2 separate regions of the Mus musculus genome follow, and region 2 is linked to region 1. A link is a contact called in public Hi-C data. All regions are on one chromosome and are shown on one strand. The core of a region is the stretch at or near the end of the contact, and the rest is flanking DNA. Distances in the headings are between cores, read along the strand shown. Region 1 overlaps Gm36534 (a long non-coding RNA gene). Region 2 overlaps Tsc22d1 (TSC22 domain family, member 1).

Evidence for each region. Hi-C and Micro-C count contacts between places; a contact is called where the count stands out from the background.
Region 2: a contact with region 1 is called in a Hi-C map of bone marrow-derived macrophages, with 28 read pairs. The contact joins two enhancer-like sites. A contact is called at or near these places in 6 of 484 Hi-C or Micro-C datasets (Th1 cells, bone marrow-derived macrophages and embryonic stem cells), 13 of 115 datasets of contacts at active chromatin or transcription factors (craniofacial prominence, embryonic basal ganglia, embryonic forebrain and 8 more) and 2 of 9 other capture datasets (adipose tissue and liver).

The regions. Positions count from the first base shown.
Region 1 is chr14:76,176,771-76,181,951 of GRCm38.p6, forward strand. It overlaps Gm36534 (a long non-coding RNA gene), which reads left to right. Exons shown (of 3, transcript XR_874833.2): 2 at 2,447-2,517. Among named protein-coding and RNA genes, the nearest start is that of Gm36534, 15 kb to the left of the region's middle. Within about 2 kb of position 2,836, at least 31 of the 459 cell types and tissues checked have an H3K27ac peak or open chromatin away from gene starts, as enhancers often do. A contact at or near this core is called in adipose tissue and bone marrow-derived macrophages, where this site is marked.
Region 2 is chr14:76,425,871-76,431,051 of GRCm38.p6, forward strand. All of the region lies in intron 1 of Tsc22d1 (TSC22 domain family, member 1), which reads left to right. Among named protein-coding and RNA genes, the nearest start is that of Tsc22d1, 13 kb to the left of the region's middle. Within about 2 kb of position 3,176, at least 33 of the 459 cell types and tissues checked have an H3K27ac peak or open chromatin away from gene starts, as enhancers often do. A contact at or near this core is called in adipose tissue and bone marrow-derived macrophages, where this site is marked.

The DNA.
Region 1 (5,181 bases), core at 1,586-4,085:
AGCCGAGGTCACAGGCTGGGAGCCTGAATGCAGCAGGCATAACTCCTATATGTGTTGGATCTTTGATCAAGAAACGCATTATTTAGTGGACTGCTCTTCGCAGCGCGTTTCAGGAGACCACGCTGCCTTGGCTGGGAGGAACTCGGAGGTTTCTGGGAAGAAGACACGAGGCAGGCTGGATCCCATGCATCTCCCCTCATCTTGGAAGACACTTTCATAGCGTTCTGTGGCCAACACCAGGAGGCTGCCCCTCCTTTCCCTTCACCACCTCGCCTTTGTCATCTATCTTCCTTGCCTTCCAGTTCCCTGATGCTGTCAGGAACTGCAGTCACCCAGGGACCTTCTGAACTGGAGTGGGGAAAAAGCTGATGCGAATTTGCTTTTGCACACCTGAGTTTTCACACGGTTGTATGTAGACGCCAGATTAGTTCTTAGCCTCTGCTTGCTCGCCAGCCTCAAGACTCCCCCCCCCCCCCCCCCGTCTCCACTATTACATCACCTGCCAATCATTGGAGCATCCACATAGCCTATAAGACACACTTGTCCTGCTCCAAATGCTCCCACACAAAGCCCTCTGTGCGGTTTAGAACAAAGTGGATGGGGACAGCACCTACTGACACATCACCCCTACCCCCACCCTCCGTCACCCCAGTCATCGGACAGTCATAACTGTGCCTCATCTGGTAGTCTGGGAGAAATGAGCCACCACCTAGACCAGGTAGAAGTCAACAAAGTTGCCACATCAAGGTGCAAATGCCTTGGGGGCCTAGCTCGTGCTGCTTCGTGGGGGACAGCCGATAGACATGGTTGCCAGCGAAGCCGAGCTGAAGGGGATCTCTTACCTTGGCCAGGCCTGTTTTGAGGTGGGTCTGAGAGCACTAAGGTGGCTTTGGAGGGAGGAGATGAGTAGACTAGTCCCTGTTGAGACTTTCAAGTTTATATCTGACCCTCAAGGGAATTCTGATCATAGCTTCCAGATAGTTCTCCCAGGGCCACTACCGAATGAGAGCAACTCCATGGAAAAACTAAGGGCTAGACGGATCCTTTCCGGCCTCAGCCGCACAGAGACAGCTTTCCTCTGGCTTAAATGGACTTTCTTTGTAAAACGGGAGAGTCTGAGTTTTGGGTTTTAAGCTGATTTGCGTAGTGAAGCTTCCGGTGAAGCCCTAACCTGTCCCGTGGCCTCCTTGAATCCCAATCAAAGAGCAATGGGGACGGGGTGGTGGGGAAGCAGTGAAGGAAGCAGCGGGGTGCCGGGGCAAGACTAGAGACCGACCTTAAATGAACATGGGCAAGAGATGAAGGATGGGCACAGTGGGTCGTGAAGGACCCAAGAAGCAGGAATCTATGTCAGTGTCAGGAACCGCTCAAGTCCAGAATGCGCAAAGCCTTGAGAAACAGCAGCTGAGGGGAGATTAAAGTCGCAGAGTCTGAGAAACATCTTCAAGGAAAAGGTCCTGTGCATCCACGCAATGGCCCTGGGAGTGCGGATGGGAGTCATCACCCTCTGAGCTTGTAGGGACTTCCCAGTGGCAAAGCTGGGATTGGAGGTCATCTCCGTCCACATGTTAGGCTCTCCCTACCGCCGTGCATTATGTTCCATGTTCCATAGCTCAAAGGCTCTTTTTGAGTCTGGGTGAGAAGCAGGAGATGGAGGACCTGCCCTGGGAGGAGTGGGATGTTCCTATCTTTTCCTTCAGTGTTCACCAGGAAGCAAAACTATCCTCAAAGCACAGAACAAATGTCTCTGGGGGTGTGTCTTTAAAAAATTATTTTTTTTTTAGATTTTATTTATTTTTATTTTATGTGTATGAGTATTTGCCTGCATGTTATCTGTGTACCATGTGCATGCAGTACCCATGGAGGCCTCAAGGGGGCATACGATCTCCTGGCATTAGACAGTTGTGAGCTGTCATATGGGTGCTGGGAATCAAACCTGGATTCTCTAGAAGAGAGGCCAGTGCTCTTAACCACAGAGCCATCTTTCCAGCCCCACACCCCCATCCCCCACCCCCTTACCCCTCCTCGGCAAGTCTTTTGAGCACTCTGAGACATCCAAGGCTTGGCATAGATGTCTATTTCTTCCCCTACGACTTCCACAGCTCCATCAATCCAGAAATTACTGGCTTGGTGTCTCTGTTACTCACTAGTCTTAAGTTTCTTGGATGGAGGAGCCATGGTTCCTACTTCACGGAAACCCCACCCGCAGCACAGGCTGAATAGGAGTGTGCCAGCAATCATCGCTGTGAATCGGAAGCGATGCCACAAGAGACAGTGAAGTTATCCTGACTTAGCACACAAAGACAGAAGGTAGATTCTAGACTCCACGTGCCCTCTGGCTGACACTAGTCCCGGAGGTATTTGTGGTTATTTCAGAGGTTATCCTGAAGTCCAGAGGTGCACAGTGAACCCCACAACCCATGGCAGAAACTGTTGGATTTTCTAGGCCATGCTGAAAGCCCAGAAGAAGCTGACAGGAGACGATGCGCCTTTCCAATCCCCAGGCCTGCTTCTTGGGTAAGTTGTCACATTAAACATATGGGCATCTTACGAACAGTTTTACACTGCGGGTGATCTGGGGGAGAATATACCCTAGCAATGGAGAAACACACATTCAACTCTGTGCAGTTCAGTATGGTGGCCAGTCAGGACTCACTGTTGTGTTTGCCTGAGTACTGTCGGGAGAGTATTGGTTGAGGACTCTAAGATGATGTGGGGATGTGGGCATGAACCTCGATTTCCGGAAGGTTCTTCAGTTCCTCTCTTCTGGTTGGGAAGTCCCAGGCAGCCTTCTCATTTCTGTATGGAAAGAGCAGAAGTGAAAACTCTCTCATGCTCTTTCCTTATCGTTGCTTCACTGACGTCTTGTGTTGCCTATTTGTCCCTCAGTACTACTCAGGACAATGACATCTGCTCACTGACCCAGGCCATCACCCCTAGGACTGGCCTTGTGTTACTGGAGCCTCCGTACAGAACAGTGAGTGTCTCTGGAGAGAGTGTCCCTGGCTGTGGAGGACTATGTTTTCATGTGTGTGTGTGTGTGTGTGTGGTGTGTGTGTGTGTGTGTGTGTGTGTGAATACACATTTATGTGTGTGTTTGTGGAGGTCAGAAATTAAAATTGGTGTCTTCTTCAATTACTCATCTATTTATTCATTTATTTAGTGTGTGTGTATGTTTACACACATTTGTATACATATGCATGTGCATACATATGGGGGCCAGAGGTTGACATCAGCTGTTTTTCAGGATTGCTCTCCACACTAGACATTGAGGCAAGCTTTCTCACTTGAAGCCAGAGACTGCTGATTCAGCAAGCTCCATCAGCTATTTGTCTGGCAATCCTTGGTCTCTGCCGTGGAGTGCTGGGATTCCGTGGAGTGAAGGGCTGCTCTACCTGCCCAGGGTTTACACAGGTTCTAAGAGTCTGAGTCCTGGTCTTTTCTATTGTGCAGCAAGTGCACGGTAGCCAGCTTATTTTTCGACCTAAAGTCTTCCCCTAAACCAGGAACTCATTGATCCGTCTAGACTTGTTAGCCAGCAAGCCCCAGTGGTCATTCTGCTTCCCCAGTGCTGGGGAGCATAGATGTGCATCACTGATCCAGTCTTCTACATGGGTTCTGGGAAGCAAACGCAGGCCCTCACACTTGTGTGGCAGCTACTCTTCCATTGGAGCCATCTCCCCAGTCCCGAGGATTGTATTCTCTCATACCATTCAAGCAGGTCAGGAAGCAGGAATGGATGCAGAGGCCATGGAGGGATGTTACTTACTGGCTTGCTTCCCCCTGGCTTGCTCAGCTTGCTCTCCTATAGAACCCAAAACTACCAGCCCAGGGATAGCACCACCCACAATATGCCCTCTGCCCTTGATCACCAACTGAGAAAATGCCCCACAGCTGGATCTCATGGAGGCATTTCCCCAACTGAAGCTCCTTTCTCTGTGATAACTCCAGCCTGTGTCAAGTTGACACACAAAACCAACCAGTACAAGTAGGATCTCCGAGTCCTTCTCTGTCAGCGTCCCGTGTAATCCCCATGCCTTGGAGAGCTTGAGCAGGCTCTGAGCATCTGTTGCTTGAGCATGGTGACTGCTACCTTACTTTTTTGACTGCTTTGGCTCAGGCTACTCAGGGACATGAAAAGCATCGATTTACAACAAATGGGGACCAGTTGCGGGCAAACTGAGATGACTTCAAAGGGTTTTGATATCAGCAAAGAGTATTAATGTTTCAGGAGGACGCTAGCGACCTGAAAACAAGTCGGTGAGCAGCCCAGATCACATGTTCTGGAGACATCTCTAGACTCAGGCTTCCATCTTGGTGCGGTAAATAACACCCCAGGGAAAGATGAGAAAAAGAAGCAGGGTAAGTTCCCTCTGGGAATGTGAAAAGGCGCTACTGGAGCCAGATAAGCCTGCGCACAGCCTCTGATATAGCTATTGCTACAAAATAGCTATTACTCTGGCGATCTTGTTGCCTGACTGGCGTCCATGACCCGGTCAAGGTTGCATTGGAGAGAAGACATAGGGCAGGTGGATACAAAGAAACTTGGCTGGCAGAAGAGGCAGGAGAAACGGCTCCAGGAGGCATTGGCTCAGCCTCCATATTCCTGGGGACAGAGTAGGGGGGACGTACTCCTTCTTTTGAAACCTCAGTTTGACAACGTGGAAATGGAAAAGATGGGAGGAGGTGGAGCCTTCTTGTGCCTCCTCTGAGAGCATGGCAGCTATGCCAATGTTGCCCAGATGCCTTCTGCTTCTGTTATTGTTGGACAATCTGCGGGGGGGGGGGGGGGCTTGAGAGTTTAAAAGGAAAGAGTTGCTGTTGTTCAAGCTCACTCTTGGGAAGAAGAAAATATAACTTTGGTTCATTTCCTGCTGTTATCCTGAACTTTGTCTGATGGTCACATCTAAGTTGTAAAGGCATCTGGGTGATGTAGCCCTTAATTGGCTCAAATTCTACAACCACGGAACTACGACGGGGAAAAGATGTACCAGGAGACAGCTCCTGTCACAGTTAGCTTCAGCCATCAACTTGCTACAAACCCACAGTCACCTGGGAAGAAGATACCTCAACTGAAGACCAGATTGGCCTGTGGTCACATCTACAAGGCATTTTCTTAATTACTTTTATTATTTTGGTTTTTGAGACAGGGTTTCTCTTGGTAGCCATGGCTGTCCTGGA
Region 2 (5,181 bases), core at 1,926-4,425, 250 kb after region 1:
CCCTGCTTCAGCCTCCCTGGTGCTGGGCTCACAGGCACGAGCTGCTCTGCCTACGGAGGGAGCGCCTGTCTTCCCCAGTGGTCAACCTAACTAACGCTTGCTGTCCTCATTTTGGAGACTCACTATTTTACTTTAGACACTAAGATGGCATTCTTCATCTCCTTTTCCTCTCCGGCTCCATGCTGACTGTAAAACCCCATCTTTCTTTTGTCTCCCATCTCGTCTCTGCTGGCACAGTTCCAGTCTGAGAGAAAACAGCCTTCACTCAGGGAAGTACCGCCTGTGGCAGCTCTCTGACCGAGCGATGCGCGCCCGCGCACACACACCCTGCCTTTCTCTGGTACGGTGCTGCAGCGCGAATGAAGCTGTTACTGTGGCAGTGTTGCCTGTCTGTAACGCACGTGCCCAGGTCCCCTGAGCCCTTCCCCTCTTGTGTAAGGTGATCCTTTTGTCTTGGCCGCTCCTGGCCTCCCGTCAGGCTCCATTTCCCTAGGAGAGGTTTATTTTGGCTCCTGGTTTTAGAAGGTTCTGTCCTGGTTGCTTGGCCCCATGCGCCTGGTGGTGGGAGCGAGCATGTGGCAAGGGCTCACTGTTCTTGGCAGACAAGAAGCAGATAAAAGGGAAAAGTAAAACGTTCGCTTCTCTCCGTGCTGGGCATGGCGCCTAGGGTCCCGTGCGTGCCAGGCAAGTGCCCCACGCTGCGCTCTGCCCAGGGCTTCCACTCCCACTGCTTCATTCCTAATGACACTTGATGACCTTTCAGGAACTTTCTCACCTGCCACCCATTCCTCTCTGGGCATTTGGACATGCAGTTCTTGAACATAAATGTGTCCAAGGTCACCTCCCCAACTCTTCCTTAAAGTTTAATTGTCCTTTCATTTTATTGTATTTTATTTTTCTTGTTTTGATCCAAGATATTGCTATGTAGCCTAGGCCAACCTTGAACTTAGCTGTGTAGCCCCAGCTGGCCTTGAATTTGTGATCTTCCTGCTTCAGCCTCCAGAGCCCTGGGATTACAGGTATGTACCACTACACCCCGCTAAACTGTTAACTTTTGGGAGGGCCTCTGACATACCAATATGAATTTAGGTTGTTTATTAAAACTAATTAAAAGCACCTTGTTATTTTTGTTTATAATACTTGTTATAATTTATTACTTGATGTGATTATCTGATAAAATTTTAACCTCTGTGAAGAGGGATGTTTGGAATCTACTCGTACCCAAAAACTATTTCAGTTTACAGAGATGGTGAAAGTCTGTTTAATGAAGAAAATCTACTCTTAATCATGGTGTAAGAACAGGGAAATCAGATGCAGCTTTTTAGAAGATAGAATTAAATTCCTTAGAGGCTGTCATGTGACGTCAGTTTTTTCCTTTGGTAGATGTGATTGAGACTTGCTTTTCGCTGCTTGTGAGTTGGCTGGGGTTTTTTTCTTTTTTCTTTTTTCCCTAAACAAGCACTGTGTTTTGTTTATTTTGTATTCTCTAAAGCTGTTAAAAATTCTTTTAACTTGAATGAAACAACAACAAAGAGCCCTCCATTTATTTTGTAATCGGAATAATCAGTATTTTTCCCACTTTTGACTGGCATAGTTATTTTCCATAAAATGTTTCTAAAATACCTAGGTATTATCTTGGAAATCCTTTGTAGTCAGCTATGTAAAAACAATCTTTGAGCTTGTAGAATGCTACTTGCTTCTGTTGAGGGGGTCTGTTTGTTTGTTTCCTCTAACCAGTTTGGTAAACATTTGCTTACAGTTTCTGTGATCTGTTTTGCTTGTGGCCATTATTAGTTGCCTGTTATTCAGAAGAGGAAAGTAGGGGCTCTTCAGAGGGGGAAAGAACCATGAAAGGGCTGGCAGTGGTCAGAACTCACAGTAGCATTAGTGACTATCTGTGTGTGTGTCTGAGAAGCATTGGGAGACAGATGAGGCCTCCGATTTTAAGGGTGGGCTACTGATGATGGTGATGATACCAGAAGCAGCACCCCCACCACCAGGAGGGGAAATGATGTAATCCAGGGATCACCAGAGGCTAGTCCAAGAGTGTCCCTTCATGTCTGTGAACCTGTCAGTGTTTGGCCTGGTTGCCTGTCACAGAACCACTTCGTGCTGACTGGGGAGACTTACTGTGACTTGGTTTCCTGACAGATCAGTGTTAGGCCGTGATGCATGCCGTGGCTTTGCTCATCCATGGATCCACGGAGCAGAGTAGCTCAGAGCTCTCTGTGGTTGAGACAGAAGAAAATAATGGCTTACTCTTCCAGGGCCCTCGAAGTTTTGCAGTAACACCTGACTGTCCGGTTTGGGGAATTCTTGATATCCCATGTACATTTCTGAGTATTCTTTGAATGACTTACAAATTCAGAATTGTTTGTTAGTAAAGACTTAATTCTCTCAATAGCTTATTCAGGTTATTTAGTTACTACCTTTTTTTTGTCTTTAGGCTTTCTTAGTGTGCCTATACATACTAACAAATAGTATATTGACTGGCTAGGAGTGCTTTGAAAGGATACTCAGAGTTGAAATGGTACTTACCCTTAAAATCGCCACATGATTATGGTGTATCTCAGTAGCAGCAGTGATAAGGGTACTTTCATGTAGTTTTTAATTTGTTTTTAATTAAGCACTTTGAGTTAGATTATGCCCTCTTGAGGCTCTGTCCTGCCTGGGAGTTGGTAGTTTCTGCCATATGTTGTGTGCTGTTCAGACTCCAATCACATCAGTGGTGGCGTTGGTGTAGAGTAGTGGAGAACCAGCACCACTGTTCTGAGTTGTCTGAGCACATGGGTGCTAGCTACTTAATCTTCTGAACATCTATTTTGGCTTCATATTTATCCCCATTTTACAGGTGAGGAAACTGAGGAGAGAGAGAGAAGCCTTTTATTCAGTATGGTGGGATCTGGGATTTGTGCATGGAATTCTTGTTTTAGGGGTTTGAATTTTGACTTTCTTCTCATGGTTGCAACAATGTAACTGACAGGAAACAGTGGGTGTGGGTGTGGATACAAATGCCACTACTCAGCCCACTTTCCAATTTCTAGTCACCAGGACCCCCACCTATGGAATGGGATCCCCCACATTTAGTTCATCCTAGAGACTGCTTCATGCCCAAAGATTTCACTTTGTGGTCCCTCTCCTTCTCAAGTTGAGCCATCCTGCTGTGGTGGCATGTGGTCAGGAGACTTCTGCTTTCTCAAAGAGTGTTGGGCGGCACTGGGGCAAAGGGCATTTTCTGTTACCACAGTAGAATTACTGACTAATAAAGATATTTTGATATAATAGAGGGCCCCTTAGTTTTTGATTTGCTGGGTTGAAAGGGGTGGCTATTTCAGGTATTGTCGTTATAAGCAAGTTTTGTGTTTAACTTGAGGCTCATTTCCTTGCTTGCTCTCTCTAGATAACCTGGTTGTATTGGTGACAGTTGTACACAGTTTCTTTTTGTTGAACACAGTCCGCTTTTGAAATGTACTTTATAAAGATGATGTTGGATGACTTTGCCTAGCAAATACAGTTTTAAAAATACGCTGCTAAGTGAACACTTTGCCCTGAGTGTTTATGTCGTTGGGCGTTTCTTAAGTATCCTTTGGGGGCAGAGATAATGAAGCTGGTGAGTGGACACAGCAGCTGTGGTGTGAGCTGACGTGCCCAGCCTGGTGTGAGGAGCCCAGCGATCTGCAACTCTCCCGGGCACCATCAGTGGGTGTTCCTCTCACAGCCTACCTGCATCTCTTAGAATCCATCACGGGCCATGTCTTTATGCTGTATTTAGTGGCGTGATGGTCAGGAGCTTCCATCAGATCTGCCCCTCTCTCCCCTTTCTCTCCTGCACTCGCCCCAGCTGCTCTTTACTGTTCTTGTCCTTCATGGAGACCCACCACACACTCCTCAGTTACTGTCTGAAGTTGAGTGTTCACATTGTTTACCTGCTAAAATCGCTAACATTTGGTTCCTAGCGAGTACTTCTTACAGTTCACGAGAGAACAGTGGATCTAGATCCAGGCCTCTCCTATCCTCGTGCCCTGTTGGATTAAGACTACTCCACATCCCAGACCTTTTAGCTTCTGAACTTTTGGCAGCTTGATGATAAATTCATAAGGGCCCATGGACACCTGAGAGGAAGACAGTGGACAGTGGTGGCTCCCATTGCTGTAGCTAACAGTTCCAAGTGTACTGCCTGGGCGTTAACTTGGAATTGTGGGAGTCTAGTCACAATTCAGAAGAGTAACTGGAGACACTCTTCTCTTCTTGTCTTCTCTTCTCTTTTCTTTTTCTTTTCTTTCTTTCTTTCTTTTTTTTTTTTTTTTTTTAGACAGGCTCTCACTGTGTAACCCTCACTTGTCTTGGAACTTACTATGTAGCCCAGGCTGTCCTAAATATCACAGAGCTCTATCTGCCTCTTGCCTCCCATGTCCAGGGAGACAGTTTTATGCCACGGAAGATGAGTAGATGGGACTGTCTGTTCTCAGTGCTAAGCTTACTGAGGGTGTCTGCCTTATGCTCAGCATAGCTTAACAGTTAAATAGGCTAAAAGCAGAAACCTTACTCTAACTAATTGAGTTGTAATAGCGTATTTATGACTCAGGTCTTTAATTTTTAGTTGTTGCAGCTTATGTTTGTTAATGAACTACAAAAGTGCTAATTTATATGAGTGATTAATAATGCAGTTTAAAAATGGAATTCATCATTTTCCTCCTTTCTGTTGGAATGCAAATTTCATTTGTTGTTGGAAAGGTTGCATTAGGAGTTGTTGTACTTAAGAGTTGTTGCAGAAGTTAGTCACGTTTTCTTTTGTTTTCGTGAATGAGCATTGGAGCTGTTGAAAGTGACAGCTGGGGTTTTTGGGGTGCAGTGAAGCCCAGAAATGAGGTGCTGGCTTAGGTCATCACTGGGTACTGATTGGACCCTGTCTGCTCCCTAATTCTCACTGTCACTAGTGGGAGGGAGTAGCTGCTGTGAAAGCTCGTCAGTTTACCTCTACGCGTGACCTTCCCAGACCTTCTGTCTCCGCGGGCCAGGCCACGAGTTAAGTGTGTGGAAGGTAAGGCTCCTTTTGGAATTTTTCTTAGTTTCAGTTATTTTTCAAGTTGTACTCAGAGTCTAAGCCCATGAGGCTTTACAGTGGCTTATTATAAATAGATCTAATATGTAAAACCAAAAGCTTTTAAGAATAGAGTCTAC